Linked DNA regions of Astyanax mexicanus: region 2 is linked to region 1. The links are chromatin contacts, called in public Hi-C maps. All regions are on one chromosome and are shown on one strand. Each heading gives the region's core, a stretch centred on a gene start, on an enhancer-like site or on the middle of the called end of the contact. The rest is flanking DNA. Distances are from core to core; before and after follow the strand shown.

What was found. A called contact is a pair of places that touch in the nucleus more often than the background predicts.
Region 2: a contact with region 1 is called in a Hi-C map of blood, with 1.9 times the contacts expected there. The contact joins the promoter of commd6 here to the enhancer-like site in region 1. A contact is called at or near these places in 3 of 3 Hi-C or Micro-C datasets (blood and muscle).

Annotation. Positions count from the first base shown.
Region 1 is chr11:4,934,428-4,938,804 of AstMex3_surface, forward strand. It overlaps tbc1d4 (TBC1 domain family, member 4), which reads right to left. Exons shown (of 19, transcript XM_022680621.2): 11 at 2,110-2,252; 12 at 946-1,152. Among protein-coding and RNA genes, the nearest start is that of tbc1d4, 35 kb to the right of the region's middle. Within about 2 kb of position 2,169, the one cell type or tissue checked has an H3K27ac peak away from gene starts, as active enhancers do.
Region 2 is chr11:4,975,139-4,979,685 of AstMex3_surface, forward strand. commd6 (COMM domain containing 6) reads right to left here and starts at 2,756. Exons shown (of 7, transcript XM_007227788.4): 1 at 2,482-2,756; 2 at 1,776-1,834; 3 at 1,542-1,607; 4 at 1,376-1,452; 5 at 628-796. The coding sequence starts at 2,506.

The DNA.
Region 1 (4,377 bases), core at 919-3,418:
AGTAAAAACCACTTTGTAAAGTGCTTTTTCAATTGAGCAATTCCATTTTTGTATTTATTATAGCTTCTTAGTGAGATTTAAAGCCACACTATGCAATGTTTTTTTTAATTATTCAACATGTTTCATACTATTTAAGATGATTAAATAAGTCATTACAGGGCAAATGTTGGTGTTCATGGCCGCCCTTGTGGTCTGTAGGGGAAAAAACATGCTTGCAGGTTCAGGAGCCCTCAATCCGAACCCACAGGCTCACAATTTTTAGGCATCATGAGAGAGTCTGTAAATACTAGGGACAGAGTGTAGAGAGTAAGAGGCAGGCTATGAGCTAGGGGTGAGAAAACAGCGAAAATCAATGTCGGAAAAGCAAGGAACAGGAAGAGCTCTTGACAGAGAAAGAAGTGAACCTTGGGCAAGCATTGTCCGAATGGAAAAAGCAACAGATCCTGCAGATGTTGCAGATTTAAGTGACATTAAAAACATTTCTCTCTTTTTCTGCAAGTTTCAAGATTTTTTACTAAATATTAAACTCAAAGATTAAGTTTCAAATGTATTTTACAATGAGGTGCATGAATCAGAAACCAATACAACATCTAGTCACATTTATAAGCCATAAAACTTATGAAAAAATTGTCAGCCTGCTGTGCTCAGAACAATAATGCATGGATGGGGAGGAACAGGAGGAACAGCAGCACAACTATTTTGTAAGAAAACCAACCAAGAGTTACATAGTGTGCCTTTAAAGCTGGCTCAAAAATTGGGTGTATTAACAGAAAGTTTATTCCCCATTGCTTCAATAACAGCCTCAATTTTTCTGGAAAGGCAGTAACAGAAATGTAATAGAAATTGGAACACGGTCTGATTGATGTGTTCCTGTGTGTATGTAAGTGTGTGTGTGTGTGTGTGTGTGTGTATGTGTATGTGTATGTGTATGTATATGACACTTACCCTCCAGTCGCTGGTTCTCTTTCTCCATGCGAATAAGAAGGATCTGTTGGTGGATGGCTTTTTTCCATAGTGCTCTGTAATCAGCTGGAGTGCGACAGCCTGTCTCTCCTCCTGTGCTTTGCTCTGAGGGCAGCAGTCCAGCCAGAGCGTCCTGCCTGGGGTCTAAGGCACAAGGAGAGAGTGGCAGCAGCTCATGGCCATCCATGTCTAAAAAAAATAAATTAAAAAAAAACATTTTTAATAAATTATTTAACTAAATAGAATACAAATACTTTACATAAACGTAAATCTTGTTTTATTTAGCATTTCAATTATTTTTTGCCACAATGCTAATAAGTCTACAATGCAACTGTACAATGCAACTGTAAGTCAATATAACAAATCAACTACAAATTTCATTGTCGACTAATTGTTAATTGGGAACAGTACCGCATAGCACAAAGTGCTGGAGAGAGAAGAGCAGTGGGAGTTGGGCAAATGGCTAACTCACAAAGTTTACACTCACAAAGTGTCCATAAGTGCCCAAACTCAACAGATTACATATTAAATCACTGAATATCAGTAATAGTAGGAGTCCTCTAATTACACAATGCTTTCATTGCAGATTGCAATGTCCAAAATGCCTGTCTGTCCTAAACTAATGGTGGTGGTAAATATGGTCAGCAACCTTACTGAAGCTCAGTGATTACCTGTTTAGCAGAAAAATAGCTAGCTCTCCTGTTTCCATGGCTGTAGCACACTCTTTAGCCTGCTGTCTATACTTGGCAACCCTGAGTGTGGAAGTTAGACTGGGGGAATGGCGGTGTCTAAATATAACACATATTTCTTTAAGTTATGGGTTACTACAGAAAAAAAATATTCCCTAATAGTCCTTTAAATGTGGATGAGATTCATCTCTGACAATCTACGAATGTGGTTTGAGCAATCTGTGGTTCCCGGGCTGAGAAAACTCCTGCTTTACACTGAAGAAATAGTCTATTGTGAACAAAACCCTGAGCTCAGGAATGAGCTGTACATTCTCTACACAGATCTCTACTATACTGACAATCATTCTTAAAAAGCACATGGTTTGCTCTATACTATTGACTGTAAACAGCATGATGTTGGGTAGAAAAGTGGTCATGTTGTGTCTGTACACACACTTCTCTGTGTGTATTTACACACCAGCCGTGGACGCCGCAGCCTTGTTCATGGGCGAGGCCACTCGGAGAAAGATCTTCTGACGCCAGGACACTCTGCGTGGAGTCACGACCACCAGCGAGTCACTGCTGCAGCCAGACAGTGTCCTCTTCCTGCCCTCTCCATTACTGTCACACACACACACATATACACACACACAGGGTCAGAGAATACACACAGCAAATCCTCTTACATTCTACCACAAAACATTTTCAGTCTTTGCCTTGAAATCGTTACTGACTAGATGCCAGGAAAATAATCTGACCTTCTACACAGTTTCAAAACGCTGACTGTTCAATGTGCATATCAGCCATAACATTAACACACCTATCTTCATCCACTGTCATCTGTCTAAAGATATATAACGCTAACATGTTGGTGCTACCTAACTATTCTGCCTACTTAATATTAGGCAGGTAGTGATAATGTTTTTTTTAATTTATTTATATTTTCTCATGTTTTTCTCCCAATTTCTCCCTTTTAGCTGCAACTCAGCTGTATCTCCTCCATCGCTGGTGATAAAACAACACAAGGAGGGTGAAGACTAGCACATGCCTCCTCCGATACATATGAAGACAGCCTCAGAGGACACAGCGACTCGATACATCAGCTCACAGATGCCTAAAGCTGATCAACATCACCCTAGGAGTGAAGAAGGGAGAGAACGCCATCTACCCACCCAGAGAGAGAGCAAGGCCAAGTGTGCTCTCCCAGGGTCTTTGTCAGCTGATGGCAAGCTGCATGACCGGGATCCAAACCAGAGATCTCCCGATCATAGTGGCAGCGCTTATAGCCCGTTGAACCACTCAGTGCCCCACTTGTTGATAATGCTGTGGCTGATTGGTCTGTACATACGCTACCAGCCAAAAGTTTTAGAACACCCCTATTTCTTTAAGTAGTCCAGTAACAGCAGTGCTGTATAAACCAGAAAAGCTGCTTTTTATCTTATCAATGACTTATCACTGCAGTTCTTCACCTGTCAGACTAACTCTAATTCTTCCCTTCTCTTCGCTGCTGAAACTGGGACTTAGTCCAATCATGTTAAGCTGAGCTAAAGGCTAAAGCTGTTTCCATGTGGGTCAGCCAGACCTCTAGCTGTACCAGTTTTCTCCAGTTTTCAAGAGTCTTCTGAAGGTGTAGAAAACAGGAAAATGGTAAAAAAAAAAAGAAAAAAAAAAGGGGGTGGTCTAAAATTTGTGACCGGTAGTGTATATACTGAAATCTTTACATTACATACAGTAAATATATATGCTTTTCCCAGCATCATATTTTTAGGCAAAGAAGAAAATATTTTTGCATAGAACTGCATAGAACTTGCAGGGTCTAATTTAGAGGCTGTTAGAGACAAAAATAATTATTTCATAATACAAGTTTAAAGCAACATACACAACACCAACAAAACAGCATACAATGCATTTTTTTGTTAGAAAGGAAACAAATATTTTAAGCATGAATTACTGGTTAAAGCCTACGTTACCTAAATTAAGCACAATTAAGAAGCAGCAGATCTTTACAGCACATTCTATAATCACCGATAAAACCATCCTCAATCCAACCTATGTTCTGATGAGAATATATGTTGAATATATCAAATTCACCATTTTTTGTTCATTTTCCACAAATACATTAATATATAACAATGAAAAATGTAACAATTAGTCAAAAAGAAAAAGTCAATTTTAACTTAATATAAAAATATAAAATACCACAAGGCCAAGAACCACCCTTCCACTGTAGTCTGTTTAGGGCACTTTCTACCTAAAATTAACTCAAAGGGACACTCAACCAGCAGAAATGGAAATTGGAACTAAAATAGAAAAACAAGAACACTTTGACTGTGCCTCTAATGCATCCGATAATCCAGGGATATAATGGAAAAATATCAGATTAGAGCAAAAACACTTCAATAATCTATTTAAAGCAGTCACTCTGTTTTCTGAACTTTGTATTAGTCACACACAGCAGCTCTAAATCAGGAAGAAAGGCTTGATTCTCTATATAGGGTTATTGGGTCACACATATGTAACCATGTGTCTGACGAGAAGGGGTGGGCAATAATGGCAAAAAGATGTTACCATTATATGTGAAGATAATGACAGTCTTCCCTGACAATTATTTAACAATATTTTTTGTACAAAGTTGGATGACAAAATCCTCTGGAAAATGAATTAATAAAATAAGATAATGGCATAATAGAGACTCTATAAACTGTGTATCATAAGTAGGTGTAATATTATTACAAGTCTTTATACT
Region 2 (4,547 bases), core at 1,506-4,005, 41 kb after region 1:
CCTGATACACCAATTATTTTTTGCCATCTGCATTTCAGGTGCTTTTCCATAAAGCAATTTATTATGTATGAGAACTGCAATAGACACATTTTCTTCCATGGTGTTTTATTGTTTAGCTGCTTCAGCTACAGAGGAAAAAAATAAATTCTATTAATAGCAGAGCATCCTTTTTAATAAACTGGAGCCTCAATACATGATACAAGTATCAAATGTTGTCACAAGCATGTATGTCGCATAGGGGTTGACAATATGACAAAATATTATATTAAATATAATTAAAGACTCATTTTTTCTTTCTTGAAAGACAATATAAATCTTGATATTCTGACATGCATCAGTAGTGACACATTTTAAAGAAATACACCATATCATATTTAGTTCAATTATTTGTATTACTGTTTTTCATGAAATATGAAGATGACAAGTGTTTTTTAAGCACTGACCAACTGCAGATTTCAAAAAAGTATATTGTTTATTGTAATAACAAAATCTATCCCAATGCAATAAAATACTGTCATATTGCTCACCCCTTAATATAAAATAGTTTAAAGTGGAATTTACAGTTCCACTACGTTTTTTAAACCAGAACTCTCCATTTTATAAGAGTATTCTGAGGATATAACTCACCTGTCCAATGCTGGCCATGGCCTGGGCCTCCTGGTGAGCTTGTACAAAAGAAGCATTTTCAGTCCACAGCTGGTGCACCACTTGTAAAGCCGGTTTGGTCCATTTAGAGCTGGCCTCACCTAATCTAGTGATCAGGTGATCAGCAGTGAGTTTGCTCTTCGCAGCTGACCTGCAAGAAATTACAGAAAAAGGAAAAACTTCTTTATTCCTTATATCAGCAAGATGGGTCTACACTCCATCATAATCTGCTGGTCAGTGATTACATTTACACAATATGACTATACTCAAACACAGCATTACCTTTGACCCAGAAATTAAAGCACTGTGACAGCACAACCTTCTCACTATGAAGGTCGCAGGATTCATGGTTTTAACTATTTTTAGCAAAACATTTTCCAGGACCTTTTTTAAAGCATTTAATTTTTTTTATTGTGATACACAATAGGTTACAGTTATTGTGACAAGCCAGTACAGCAATATAAACACTAATAAAGCATTAGATGCTAAAAAAATCTCTGTGACTATACAGCTAAACCTTTCCAGAATGTTTTTTCATTTTTCAACAAATCTTTGAATTTTCAGATTTTCCAGGACAAATGGGAACCCAGAACATCATTTTCCACATGACTTCAAATAACAGACATCCAAAATTTGTCTCCTAAGAAAGTTAGTAAAGGTAAGGATGACATAACTGTATGGAGAAATAACACAATTTAATTTAGTAAAAATAAAGACAGATGTACTTTACCTAAAATGAAATGACAACAGCCTTATAACATCCTGGGCTGATTTCCAGTCAAGGTTTACTCCTGCTCTTTGAAATTTCTATTTCAAAAAGAGACAACAGTCACAAACACACAGTCAATATTGTGCAATTTTGCGAAACCAAATATATATAGGACAAAAAAACTTACATTACAGTTTTCCACCAAGTCTACCGCACTGGTCTTTCCTTGAAGATGAAGCAGAATCTCATGACACTGGAGAAATAAAAAAGATTGTCATCATATCTGTAGCCTAAATAATAATATATCATATTGCCAAACAGGCTTAAAGAGATTTAGGATTTAATTACTTAAATACAAAAAACGCTGCATCTAAAAGACATTATAAAAAAAAAAAGCAGAATAAATATGTTTAGTTCTTACTGTCTCCGAAAACACTTCTGATGGCAGCTTTCCAATGTTCCCGACCACAGCATCCACATCTGGAATGAAAGAGTACTATGAATTAGCAGGTTAAACCCTTTCAATCGTCTAAGATCATCTGTCTGTGAGTGGATTTGGGTTTCAATCAATATTTGGTTTTAGAACCCTGGTTTTTAATCAGTTTTTATGCATCTTGGCATGTTCTCCTTCACCAGTCTTACACACTGCTTTTGGATAACTTTATGCCTTTACTCCTGGTGCAAAAAGACAAGCAGTTCAGTTTGCTTTCATGGCTTGTGATCATCCATCTTCCTCTTTATTATATTTAAGAGGATATTAATTTGGTAAAATCAAAGAGCTGTATAATAATATGTAGTTATAGATCTGATATTATTACTAGCAAACATTTCATAGCTGATACCTGAAATACTGTACGTATCTACTGTACGTTTTTACTAGTAAAATAGCTATTATAGAGAGCTTGAATTAGAGTTTTTTTTATATTAAAAGTTTAATCTAATAGTTTAATAGTATCACTTGTATCATTTTAGGCTAAACATTTCACCATGAGGAAGTTTTCTTGGCATAGATAAACAAACTTACTGGAGAAGAAAGGGTTTAGCTAACTCAGGACAGAAATGAATTGATATATGAGCTAATATAAAATAAAACGTGTTTAAAGCTTCTATTATTTAATAAAACTCACCAGTCGACAGCTCCATTATTATCATTAATCAGATTTAGGGTTGTCTAACTCTCCTCTTCTCCTCTTCTCCGCTACAAAATCCAACACAGAAATCAAATCCCGATCCCAGACTGAGGCTTTTCAAGCGCTAAAATAAGCTGCAAGTGCTGTGGTCATTTCTACATGTTAAACTTTCGGTTATTTATCTAAAATAAGGTTAATATTTGTATTTTACTGCAGGTTTACAGCTCTACAAAAACACACCGAGCTACTACTTCCGCAAACGACACTGCTCCTCGCTGATTGGCTGAGATGAACATCGAGTTCTTAAAGGGCCAGTCTGAATTTAATGACATCATAGACTCATTTACAAACCATTATAAACCATTATAACCCATTAAACAGATTACACCCATTATAAATCCATTCATATCTATCATTTGCTCTGAGTGTGAGAGAAAGACAGGTTCCCTGGTCTGTATTATTAGTCTCTCATTCTGATTACATTTCTACACAGCTTCTATTGGCTTCATATGTGTTTTTTATTACTCACATTCTCATAGATTATGAGTTGCTTTTACATTAGCCATAGATTATATCATTATATCTTTATATCACTCTCTTCTCTGTTCTGTTATTTTTGCTCTTCTGCTACACTACCGGTCAAAAGTTTTAGAACACTCCCATTTTTTGTCCTTTGTCCCATTTTTGCAATTTAATCTCTTTAGGTCCAGTCAATAACCGAAAATGGTACAAAACCCAGTGTACAAAATTAGGCAGTAAACTGCCTGGGAAAAAAATAAACTAAATATTATTATTATATTATACTGTACTATTTTAGTATTGTAAAAAATAATACATTTTAAAAATATATATAATATTAAAAAATCATATATTGTTTAAAAACGAGACGCAATAATTAGCAAACAATTCATTGGTTAAGAGCTTACATATTAACTGATAGATTCTGGACAAGTCAGAAGTTAGCATTCATTTGACAATATGTTTTAAATACAAAATATGCTTAAAAAAAATTCTAAATTTCGATAATATTTTTTAACACAAATACATTGTTGTACATATTGGTTTTTTTTTTTTTACATTAGTACTAATTATACAGTTTGATGCAGAAGAAAGTTGAAGCCACAAAAGTTTCAATTAAATTATGATTACCTAATAATACTTTTTGAGTTATTTTGTCCCAAATAAAATTTTCCTGACTGATATCATCAGGCTTAGATTCAGTTTTACAGATTTTTGGGTCAAACTTTCTATGCAAAAGTGGCATGTGGAATTCGAAACCCCCATTTTTTCAGGTCAAATATACAGTTTATGAATGTGATAATTAATATTTCATAAATAACCTATTAGTCAGGAGCGCACTGTGCACTAAGCAAAGGTTAGACAGCTGCCTAGGGCCCCAGGTGGGTCATTATGAAGCATGGGATGCTGGTGATGATGCTAACGCTAGTATAGATAGCTTTGACTATCAGACACCTATAACATATTTTTTAACACAGATAAGCATGCTGTTTTGAATGGTAATAGTTCTGAGCAGACGCTGGTGTTGTGCTGGACTACTCATTAAACATGTTTAAATTAACTATCCTTAGACATGCAGTTTTAATAATGAATTAAATTGGCTGTCCAAAAGAGACATTTACATGTGTACACTGTTCGAATCCTGAGCCTGTAGCTCCACCTGCTGATAAAAGCTGTCTTTTCAGTTTAATAGACAATAATTTATTAAAACACACCAGTTCAGTTCTAGGATAAAATCTGAAGATGTAGGACTTCTTTTTTAATATACATACTGTACATATTTATATGTAAAATGTATATATGTTAATGTCATTATTTACTATAAATAAAATTTAAAAAGGCAATATATCTGGGTACATAAACACATGTTTAGATATGTATCTATCAAACATTCCTCCCAGAGTAGCAGCTGCATTCTCTATTATATGGGTTAATATAAATAATTAAAAATAGGAATTTTGGGACAGCTGCTGTATTTTATTGTTGTTAAAATATTCATTTTTAGTTTCTGTGATTTAAACATTACTAAAATGTAAGACTTGTTT